Regions from separate parts of the Oryctolagus cuniculus genome. Here region 2 is linked to region 1. Evidence: chromatin contacts called from public Micro-C data. All regions are on one chromosome and are shown on one strand. The core of a region is the stretch at or near the end of the contact, and the rest is flanking DNA. Distances in the headings are between cores, read along the strand shown.

Region 1 (5,076 bases), core at 2,166-4,665:
TTCTCCTTCAGGTCCTGCAAGGGAAGATGTCACTTGTCACTCACCACAACTGACCTGCAGCCCTCAGCTCCTCCAACCCTGGTTCTCCCCGTGCAGTGAGCTTAGGAGAGTGACATGGAGAAGGGGCCACAGCTGAGCGACAGAACAAGGGTCCCAAGCTCCTTATGTCTGCGCCACAAAGGGACTGAGCACGGAGTCCTCCTTCCCCAAGTCCCCACGGAAGGGCAGTAGGTCGGTTCCCACCACCATCGAGGTCTTCCAAACCTCGCTGGCCCTAGAGGTCAGCTCGGCAACACAAGTCCCTCCATCTGGCCCGGTGCCCACGCCCTCCCCGGGGTCCCTCCCAGGCCCACCCAGCTCTGCCCTTTGTCTACCTCTGGAGCCTTTTCCTGAGCTCTGTCTCCTGGGCATCCCTCCCAGCTTCTAATAATGCCTTTGTTTCTCCCCGAGCCTCACGCTTGGCCAAACACCACAGGAACAGCGAGAGCACCCGAGCGCGTTCCCAGCACCCCCCTCTCACTTCCTCCCACCCCCACCCCAGACGGTCCTCTTCCCCTGGCACGTGCACTGCTGTGGGGGAAGAGGAGTAAAGTCGGATGGAAGAGTGTGGAAGGGAGCAGCGGGCAACAAGGCCTGGGCAGGAGGTGGGAGATGCACGCAGATGCAGGTGGCGCCTGTCTAGGCAGCTTCCCAGCACACAGCTCCGGGCCTCCTGCACCCTGGCTCCTGGCGGGCAGAGCCGCGATGTCCCAGCCTGATAGGCCAGCAGGAGCTGGCCACAGGAGAGTCCCCTCTGGACTCCACCCCAGACTTCAAATTCAGATTCCAGTCCTGTCCCCAGCCCGCCTCTGGCAGGCACTGGGTGACACTGTAGGTGTCCTTGTGTGATCTGATCTGGTGATGCTCACCGACTCCATGTGGCTGAAGTTTCCTGGGTGGGCAGATCACCCGGGAGGCCATGACCCATCTGGAACAGGACGGGGAATAGGAGAGGGGCCTGGTGCAGGAGGGGAGGGTCTCCAACCCCCTTCCCCCTCCAGCTGCTTTGCTGTCTCCATTTCTTTGCCACAAGGTCGGGATGGCATTTCTACCAAGCTCTCCCCTACAGTCTGGGCCAGGAGAACCAGGGGCTGGTCAGCTTTGCCCTGAGGGCCCTGGGCTGATGGAAGGAGGCAGAACACCAGAGAGCAAAGTCCGAGGGGCGGGGCCCCCCTCCCCTGTCCTGTCCTCTGGCCACTGTCCTTCCATGATCCCTCTTCCAGGAGGGCCTGTGACCTGGGCCCTAGGTCTGTGCTAAGCGGCTCCCTGGCCTCCATGCAGGGACACACGCCGATGCCAGCCAACACAGCCAGAGAGGAGTGCTCCGCCATGGGTGGCCACATGGCCCGCGTAGGGGCATTCCGCACCCACTCCTGCGATGGGCACGGGAGCCTGGCTGAGCCACTGCCACTCGCACCCACAAAGCGGCGACATGGCTCCAAAACAGCTCGTTCTCCACCCGCACACATGTACCTGGCACAGGAAGCCCCACACAGCCGCCGGATCTCAGACACACAAAGACACCTACACGGCGAAGTCACATGCCACATGCCACCGAGGGCCACACTGGCACACCTCGTGGGATCTCACACACGGCCCACCTCCCAACGCCTTGTGCGTCCTGCAGGCTCCCCGCTTTTCCCTGGCAGGCCCCGGCACCCCCTCCCCGGCGAGAGCGGGCTCCCAGCCCCCAAACCCTGGCCGCATTAATTTCCCCAAGCGACACGAGGCAGGTTCCTTAGGGAAATTAGAGGGAGGCTGGAAGAGACGCAAGGGCACAGGGACGAGGCCAGGAAACGGATGGGAGCGAGGGCAGCTGCAGGCAAAGCCACGCAATGCCGAGCCTCGGCCTTCGCGAAGGCGATTCCCGCCCTCCTGCAGGTTTTTAGGGATTCAAAATTATTTAATAGAGGAGGGGGGCGCCGAGGAAGAGAAAGCTGAACGCCAGTGGAGCAGAGGGCGGAAAGGAGGGAAGAACACAGAGGCGGCAGCCGTCCGGGGAGGGAAGCCAGCGGCGGCCGGGCCTCGAGGGGAGGGGCCGAGGGCGGCCGCCTCCCGGGAGCGTCCCGCGTACACTTCGGATTCCCCAACCGTCCGGCACAGGTAAGGGGAGGTCAGACTGGAAGCAGAAACGGGGAAAGGTCGAGGGGAGGGGGCTCCGCAAAGTAAGCCCCGGAGCGCTGCGACGGGAAACCGCAGGGGTAGACCAGGCGGCCGCGAGTGGGCCGGGGCGGGGTGGGGACGGCGGCGGGCTCCGAGCGCCGGGCGCGGGCAGGCTGTTGGCGAGGCCGGGGGCGCGGCGTGGCGCGCGGGCCGCTAGAGGGCGCGGGCGCGTACAGCGGGGTAGGCAGCGCCAGGCCAGGAGCTGGGGGGAGGGCGCCCTGGGGTCCGCCGGGACCCGGGCGCGAGGGCCGTGCGGGGCCGTCGGGGGCGGCGCGGGGCGGGGGCCGGCGCACATCCGCGGGGGGCGCGCGGGGTCCCGACCGCAGCCGCTCCCGCCCGTACCTTGGCGCTCAACTCGGCCGCTGCCTCCACGCTCTTCTCCGACATGGTGCCGGGGCCGGGGCTGGCGGGAAGCCGGGGTCCCGGGGCCGAGACGGAGGGGCCCTGGACGGCGGAGGGTGGCCGCGGCCGGAACCTGGTGCGGTGGCGGCGGCGGCAGCGGCAGAGGCGGCCGCTCTGCAAGCTGGGTCTCTGGAAGAGGCGGCAGAGGCGCGCGGGGTGGGGCGGAGGTGGGTCTGGAGCGGAGACCCGCAGGGCTGCGGCCGTCCGGAGGGCGGGCGGAAGGGCGGTGCGGGCGGTGGCCGGCGCGCTCTGGCCGCGGTCGCTCGGTCCTGCGCTTGCCGCCCCCGCACCAGCAGAGCTGCCGCCGACCAGCCGCTGCCGCCCCCGGGAAGGGAACCCGCTTATAAGGCGGCGCTGCCCGACGGGAGGGGCTTCCCAGGGGTGGGGCAGGCGGGAGCGGGGAGGAGGATGAAAGAGGAGGTTGGAGAGGTGGGGATAGGAGGATGAAAGCGAGGGGAGGGAGAGCGAGGGGCGGGAGGCAGGGCCGAGCCCGGGAGGGGGGAATGGAGAGACTGACGGCCGCGGAGGGAGGAGTGGGGCGAGGAGGTGGGAAGGGGTGGGGTTCCTGCGGGGAGGCACCTCTCCCAAATCCCAACCTACTGCCTGCGCGAAGGCCGAGTCTGTCTTCTGGGGGCGGACTCGAGAGGTGGCCAGGATCCTACTAACCCCGAAAAAGCCCTGACATTGTGATCCCGTGGGGCGGGGTGGGGTAGCAGATGGCGAGGCAGCGCAGGTATTTGAGAAAGCCAAAGCCGACGAGAGGCCGAGGGCTGCGGGGCTGCTTGCACACTACGTTGGCTGTCGGCGGTCATCTCCCTCTACAGGCTCGGGGGCCTGGGGAGGGGGTGGCAGAGCAGCAAGGGCACCGCCGGGCTCTCCGCTGCCGAGACCGACACGCGGGACCCCCGCTCGGTTCCCCCTTGACTCTTGCTTTCCCGTGACCTGCAGGGAGGCAGACCCTCCACCTGTCCCCGAGCTCACCTACTTGTGCGCCGGGCCCCTCTGTTTTCTCTGCAGCCCTCCTAGACTTACCTGACTGCCCTCGCAGCCGTTTGCCTGGCACATCTGCCCTTCCGACCTCACCTCCTCTCCGCGGCTCGCCCACCCTCTTCCACCCGCGCCCCTGTGCGTTCCGGCCCTCACTCAGTCGCCACCTGCTCTCTGTCCTTTGCCGATTTCCCTCAACTCTTCCTGCCCTCGTTTTCCCACAGTTGCCTCTCTGTGCTTTGCTGCCATCTTCCCCGGCCTGTCCTTAATTCAGATGCCTCCTTTGCAAATATCCTGCGGAGGCCAGGTCCCGAGCTCCAGCCTTGTCCTGCTGGAACCCCACACTTCCCCGGCGCCTTGCCCTCAATCTCAGTTTCTTGGGATCTCAGGGGTGGGGGCTGGGGTCAGGAAGGTGGGTGGGTGGAAGGCTGGGGTTTGGCAAGAGGTGTGTCTGGTGTGTGTACACTCCCATGTTTGTCATCAATATTCATCTAAATTTTAGTCCAGTTCATTTTCTTAAAAAAAAAAAAACACGCTGGCCGATCAGTCATCGTCATTTGACATTTGCATGCTCAAATACACCGCCGTCTGGTCCTTGGTGTCCACACCGCTCAGTTTCTCCGAGTCTTCTCCCGGCTTCTCAGTCTCCGTCTCTTCAGAGATCTGGGGGCCCCACCCAGTTCTTCCTTGCGGGACTCGGTCCATCTTTCCTCTGAGCTTTTTCCATTCCCTCTCTCAATCTGTCTCTCTGAGTCACTGGCTGATGTCTTTAGTGATCTCTCCCCATCTCTATCTCTGTACTCTCGGGCTTCATTTATCTCCCTCTCCCCCCTCCTTGGCTACCCCCCCCATCTCCCAGTCGCGCACCCTCTCCCTCCCGCCCTCCTGTTCCTCGCTCCTCTTCCCCCACCTCCCAGCCCCTCCCTCTGTCTCGGACACCCTGCTGGGCTCTTACCCTGTTGCCCTGGTAACCGCCCCCTACTCCGGTCACCTCCACTCCCCTCCCCCCTCCAATCACCGCCACTAACAACCTCCATCCACCTTCCTCCTATTTTTCCTGAGAGCCAATAGAAACCCTGTTGCCAGGTGGAATGCTCATTTGAATCAGCCAATCCAGGAGCCTAGCTGCTTGCCCTGCCTTATATGGGGATGTGAGGAGGGCCACTCCCCCCACTCCAGCCCCACAGGGGACCAGCCCCTCCACTGTCCTTTCTCCCCGCCCCTAAGAGAGACGGGGACCCTCCTTCTCCCTTTCTATAAGGGGCCAGGCCTCTCATTTCTCTCACTGGGACCACTGGGGTTAGTGTGGGGTGGGCCGGGCTGTGGGCTGGGCCTCTGGGCTGGGGGTGGGAATGAGGTGTGATTAGGGAAGGGGAGGCGGAGGGAGCCGGGAATTTTTCCCGGGGAGGGGTGTCTGGGAGCAGAGGCAGCTGCAGTGGAAAATTCCAGGGAGATGGAGAGGCAGAGAATGAGAATCCTGTCCCG
Region 2 (5,179 bases), core at 2,230-4,729, 140 kb after region 1:
GAAAAAGCCATAATGGGTGTCTGGAAACTCCATGTAGGCAGAAGAAACTCATTGGGAGGAGACACACCCACGTTGTATGTCTCCTCTCCCTCATTGCAGGGCATACATGTCACCTCTAGTCCTCTGTGCACGGGGGAGGGTCTGCGCAAGGGAGGGGCCCAATATCGATGGCAGGAGAATTTAGTGAGGGACACTACGGCAGCCTTGCAGAATACGGGAAATGGCCACACACCACAGCGACGGCAGCAAGAGGGTGGTCCAGGAAGTTGGAGTGGATGTTGGAAAAAGAAAACACGAACTTCAAAGGTGACAGTGGGAACTTCTGGCGAGACCTGAGGTCTTTGATGCTGCAAACTCTGGTCCTAAGAAGACAGTTCCATGGGGAATACAGTCAGGCAGGAGCTGGTGCAGAGACCTGTCAGATGCATCCCTGGTGCTCTGCTTGGGGGAACGGGACTGGGAATGCTGAAAGCAAGTTCTTGTCTCCCCTGAACTCGCTTCTTGTCAGTTCTCCAGTCCTTTGGGTCCTGAAGAGGTGAGGACCATCTGGAAAAGCCCGTTCTCTGGGAAATTGAGCACAGAGATGGTTGTGAGGGTCAGGTCACCCGCTTCTGGCCAGGAAGGGCCCTTCCCATGAGCACGTTCAGGGTTCTTTTCCATCTTCCCCACTCCTGCAGGGCAAAAGGCATAGGAGAGCCAAGGGACTCCTTCTCTTGGCTTAGGGGTCAGGGGCAGCCAGGCAGTGGTGTTGGGACGTTAGTTTTCATGCAGGTCCTGATTCTCCCCAGGTCAGGAAGAAGGAAAAATGGATAGACTGAGGACCAAAGAGTTTTAAGATTGGTTTCTTTCAACTCCAGGGCTGGGTTCTCAGGGTGACAGGAGAGAAAGCACAGTTGGGGGGGGGGGTTGTTTATGTTGGAAGGCTACCTTGTAGCCTAACTGAATGAAGGCATTTTGGAATGTTGACTACAGATGGGGAGGGGAAGATAGCGAACAGTGTACAAGTAAGATTAAAAAAATTTTTTTTTGTTAATGTTTTTGAAAGGCAAAGAGACAAAAAGAGACAGATCTTCTATCTGCTGGTTCACTTCCCAAATGCCCACAACAGCCAGGGCTGGGTCAGGCTGAAGCCAGGAACCCAGAACTCAAGATGGGTAGCAGGGACCCAACTACTTGGGCCATCACTTGCTGTCTCCCAGAGTGTGCATTAACAGGAACTGTACTGGTGGTGGAGCTGGGACTTGAACCCAGGGACTCTGACATGGCAGGCAGGCAACACAAACTCCAGCCCATAAGCACGGTTTTGCTCAAAAGGAAGGAGCTCAACAGGAAGAAGACGGGGGCAATTGAAAGTATTATGAGACTTCAGGAGATAGAAAGAAGAAAGTGTCTGAAAAATATGAGATATTGAGGATAAATAAGCAAGATTTGGTGTTCAAGAATAGAGTAAAATTCTGGCATGCTGATAAATCCCTTAAGAAGGGAGGATGTGGTATACGTTTCAGAGTTTTTTTTTTAAAATAAAGATTTATTTATTTATTTGAAAATCAGAGTTACACAGAGAGAGAAGAGGTGGGGGGGTCTTCCATCTGCTGGTTCACTCCCCAGTTGGCCTCGATTGGCTGATCTGAAGCCAGGAGGCAGGAGCTTCTTCCAGCTGCCCCCTAGGTTTTAGCACTGGCACCCTAGGTTTCAGTATTAAGAACGCTGGAAGAAGCAACATTGCTTTCCAGTTGAAGTCTCTTAGGATGTAGGGAACAGATAGGAGATTATCTGGAGCAGTCATCTGTAAGTCCTTTTGGAATACTTTCTAGCCTTTTCTAGAAGGACCTCCAAGAACTTTGCTGATACATGATCTATGCTGAGACCAGTTGGGATTTGTTTTATCCTCCGAACAGGAAATTGGGAAATGGCAGTTGGTAGTTCTCTCTTGACACAAGGGCATTCTAACTTGTATCACAGTTTGTGTTTCTTTGGGTTCTTAATGGTGCCAGCTCTGTGCCTTGCTAGGTACTCTGTCAATAAATGTTGAAAGGATGTGAATAGTGGGGAGAGGAGGGAGAACGGGTCTCACTGGGGTCTTGGTGTGTTAATATGGCAGGACCCTCAGGTCACAACGTGATGGTATTCCACCCATAGGAGTGGACTGAGAGTGTTGGTCAAAGATCCCGGACCTGAGAGGGGTGGAGACAGGACGGCTGGAATGTTGAGAAGTAGTCTTTGGATGGCAATTTGTGATTACTGGGGTGTTCTGGGGCAAATTAAACTTTATGTAAATGTTTCATCTGATCAGCATGGTATCTGGTTAGTCTTACTCAAAACTATGAGCTGGAAGTAAACATCTGGAAAATACTTGGATTTTGGTGAGACTGGGGTGGAGCCCTAGGTTGGTGGTGCTCAGCTGCTGAGTGTCTGGAAATGACCGGATGAGGGAAAATAGGGTCTTAGACATCTAGACATCAAGAAACTGTTTATGCCAGGATACTGCTCTGGCCGAGGAAGGGAATAAGGTGTGTGCAAGTGGGGGCGGGTACAGGGCAGTGTGGGTAGCCTGTCTCTCCCAGCTCTGGGTGTTAGAACAGACTGACAGCTTCTGCAGGTGGGGGAGGTAGGCACAGGAGTATTATGGGATGCCTGGCTGAGTGGAGATGGAGCATTATGGGATGTGACACTGGGTTGTGCTGGGAGTATTATGGTATGTCTGCTTGACCACAGGTTCCTTGAAATTATGGGATGTCAGGGTGTGGGTGGGGGAGTAAAATTATTATGGGATGTTTTTGCAGTGTTAGGAAAGGTTAGATGTTCATCTGGGGGGGTGACAGTGGGGCTGCTGATCATTATGGGATATCTTTTTGACAGGGGGGGAGTGGAGCTAGAAGGAGAGCATGAAGGCTGGGCGTGGAGTTGTAAGCATTCTAGACCCTAGCCTTCTGGGACTGAGGGCAGCTCTAGGGGGTTGGTTATTATGGGATGTCAGTATAGAAAGTGGGAGACTGATTATTATGGGATGTGTGTGGGAGGAGGCCGAGTGTCCGTTGTAGTATGTGTGTGTGGGGGGTGAGTTTCTGATTATTATGGGATATCAAGCTGGGGGTGGATGAAGGGTGGTTATTATGGGATGTCTGTGGGGGGGTGGGGATGAGTATTATGGGATATGAGGCTGAAGTACTGGGAGGGGTGCTTATTATGGGATGGCCCTGGGGAGGGAGAGGTGATGAATTATTATGGGATGTTAGCATTAGAGCCAAGAGTGAAGAAGTTGGCAAAGGATGGTTATTATGGGATGTCAGAGAGAGGAGAGGGTTAGTTGCAAAAGGCCGGTAGTATTATGTCAGCCGCCCCCCCACCGCATATATGTATAAGGAGTGTGGGGGGGAAATCGGTGTGTGTGAGTGTATGTGGGGTGTCCGTGTGTATTATGGGATGGCCAGGAGGTGGGCGGTTGCCCGGGTGACGCGCGCGCGCTCGCGCGCTCTGAGGGGGCGTGGCCAATGGTTGCCTGAGCGACGAGGGGGCGGGGGTTGCCCGGGAGACCTAGGGAGGAGGGTGGCGGTAGTGGAGGGGGGGTTGGAGTTGGTTGAGGTTATTATGGGCTGTCCGTGGGGGGGCGGGGCCTGTGCGGTGGGATTTCCCGGCCGGTGTTTCGGGCCCTTTAAGAGGCGACGCCGGAGCCGGAGCCATTTTCCCCCCTTCGGCCGCGGCGAGGAGGAGCCGGAGCGGGAGTGACAACCGGCCGGACCCAGCACGACCTGCGGCGGCTCGAGGGTGAGGAGAGTGCCGGTTTTCCGCAGGGACGCTCCCCTCAGCCCGACAAACCCCGAGAGCCATCCCCTCAGCCGCTCCTTCCTCGGGCTCCTCAGACCCGCGGACCGCCCCCTGCCCTGAGGGGCCGACTCTTCCCTTCCCTTCCCTGCAGGGTGCCTGGCTTCCCCCCACCCCCGCCCCGCTCCCCGCGACCCCCGGCTCGGGCTGGGTCTCCCACAATGCCCGGCGCCCGCCCCCTCGCCCTTTGCTCACTTGCCCCCCGGGACACGTGGCCCGGCCCCCTTCCGGGTGGGCGCTCTCCTGCCCCCCACGTCCCTGCCTCCGGACCCCCCCACCCCCCGGCGCACCCGAGCCTCCACGCCCCCCTGGTCCCCGCGGCTCCGGAGCAGAACCTGAGTTGTCCCAGAGGACAGCCCTTGGAGAGCTGCCCTGTCTGGGAACTGGCCCCTCCCAGGGCGCAGGGAGGCGCCCCCCCACCCCCAAGTGACCTTGTGTCCCCGAGCGCCTCGCCGCCGGCCGCCTCGCCGCCCCCCCAGCCCGCGCCGCGGTCACTCGGACCCCCTCCCCCGTCACACCCTGCTTGGGCCGGGCCGGCTGCTCCCCTCCCCACGCCTGCACCAGTCTGTCCTCGGGGGCGTCGCTGCCTCTCTTCGCGGGGGCGCTTGTTGGGGCGCCGGCTTCCGGGCTGCCCCCGAGGAGTGTGGAACTAAGTTCAGCCTGAGTGGTTCGGGTGCCCTGCCGGGGTGGCTGGGGTTGGGGGGGTGGCGGAAAGAACGGGTGGGGGTGGGGGAGGGGGCCGGTGCGCGTCACTGACTGTTCTCTTTCTCCCCCCTCCCCCGCACAGTGACTCGGGCCAGTGTAGAGGGCCCCAGGCCGCAGGCAGGAGCAGCTGGGCCGATTCCCTGGCCGGGAGCAGCGGAAGGGGATGGCGTCGGGCCTGGGCTCACCGTCCCCCTGCTCAGCGGGCAGTGAGGAGGAGGATATGGATGCACTTTTGAACAACAGCCTGCCCCCACCCCACCCAGGTAACACCTTCCCAGGGGCCCGGGGGCAGGAAGGAGGCCTTTGTGCCCTCCCTAGTGACTGCGAAGGCAGGGCGTTGTGGCTGGCTGTGCAGAGCCCGAGGTGGAAGGGCATCCGAAGGGAGTGGTTCCCTTTGAGGAGCTCTTGTGTGAGGGGGGTGGCAGCCATGCGCCTCCCGGGCACCACGGGCCCAGATGCGAGCTTGCTGCACCCGCTTGTCTGGAGGAATGCCGTGCAGTTCCCGGCTGAGGGAGCTCTCCCGACTGGCAGGCGTTCCCTTGCGTGGGTCTGGGGAGCACCGCAGGTCGCTGGGACCCTGCGGGGGGGGGGGGCTCTTTGGGGGTAGTGGAGGCGTTGGAGGGTGCAGTCGGAGGAGCCTGTGGTCACTGCT

What was found. Hi-C and Micro-C count contacts between places; a contact is called where the count stands out from the background.
Region 2: a Micro-C map of ear pinna shows a contact between it and region 1, with 2.1 times the contacts expected there. The contact joins the promoter of CHD4 here to the promoter of PTMS in region 1. A contact is called at or near these places in 2 of 6 Hi-C or Micro-C datasets (ear pinna and an unstated tissue).

The regions. Positions count from the first base shown.
Region 1 is chr9:102,757,688-102,762,763 of mOryCun1.1, forward strand. It overlaps PTMS (parathymosin), which reads right to left and starts at 3,416. Exons shown (of 6, transcript XM_051849948.2): 1 at 3,398-3,416; 2 at 2,545-2,975; 3 at 1-14. The coding sequence starts at 3,416. MLF2 (myeloid leukemia factor 2) reads left to right here and starts at 1,596. Exons shown (of 9, transcript XM_017343412.3): 1 at 1,596-2,142.
Region 2 is chr9:102,898,250-102,903,428 of mOryCun1.1, forward strand. CHD4 (chromodomain helicase DNA binding protein 4) reads left to right here and starts at 3,480. Exons shown (of 40, transcript XM_070049315.1): 1 at 3,480-3,765; 2 at 4,610-4,790. The coding sequence starts at 4,691. LOC138843857 (a long non-coding RNA gene) reads left to right here. Exons shown (of 2, transcript XR_011378977.1): 2 at 1-1,386.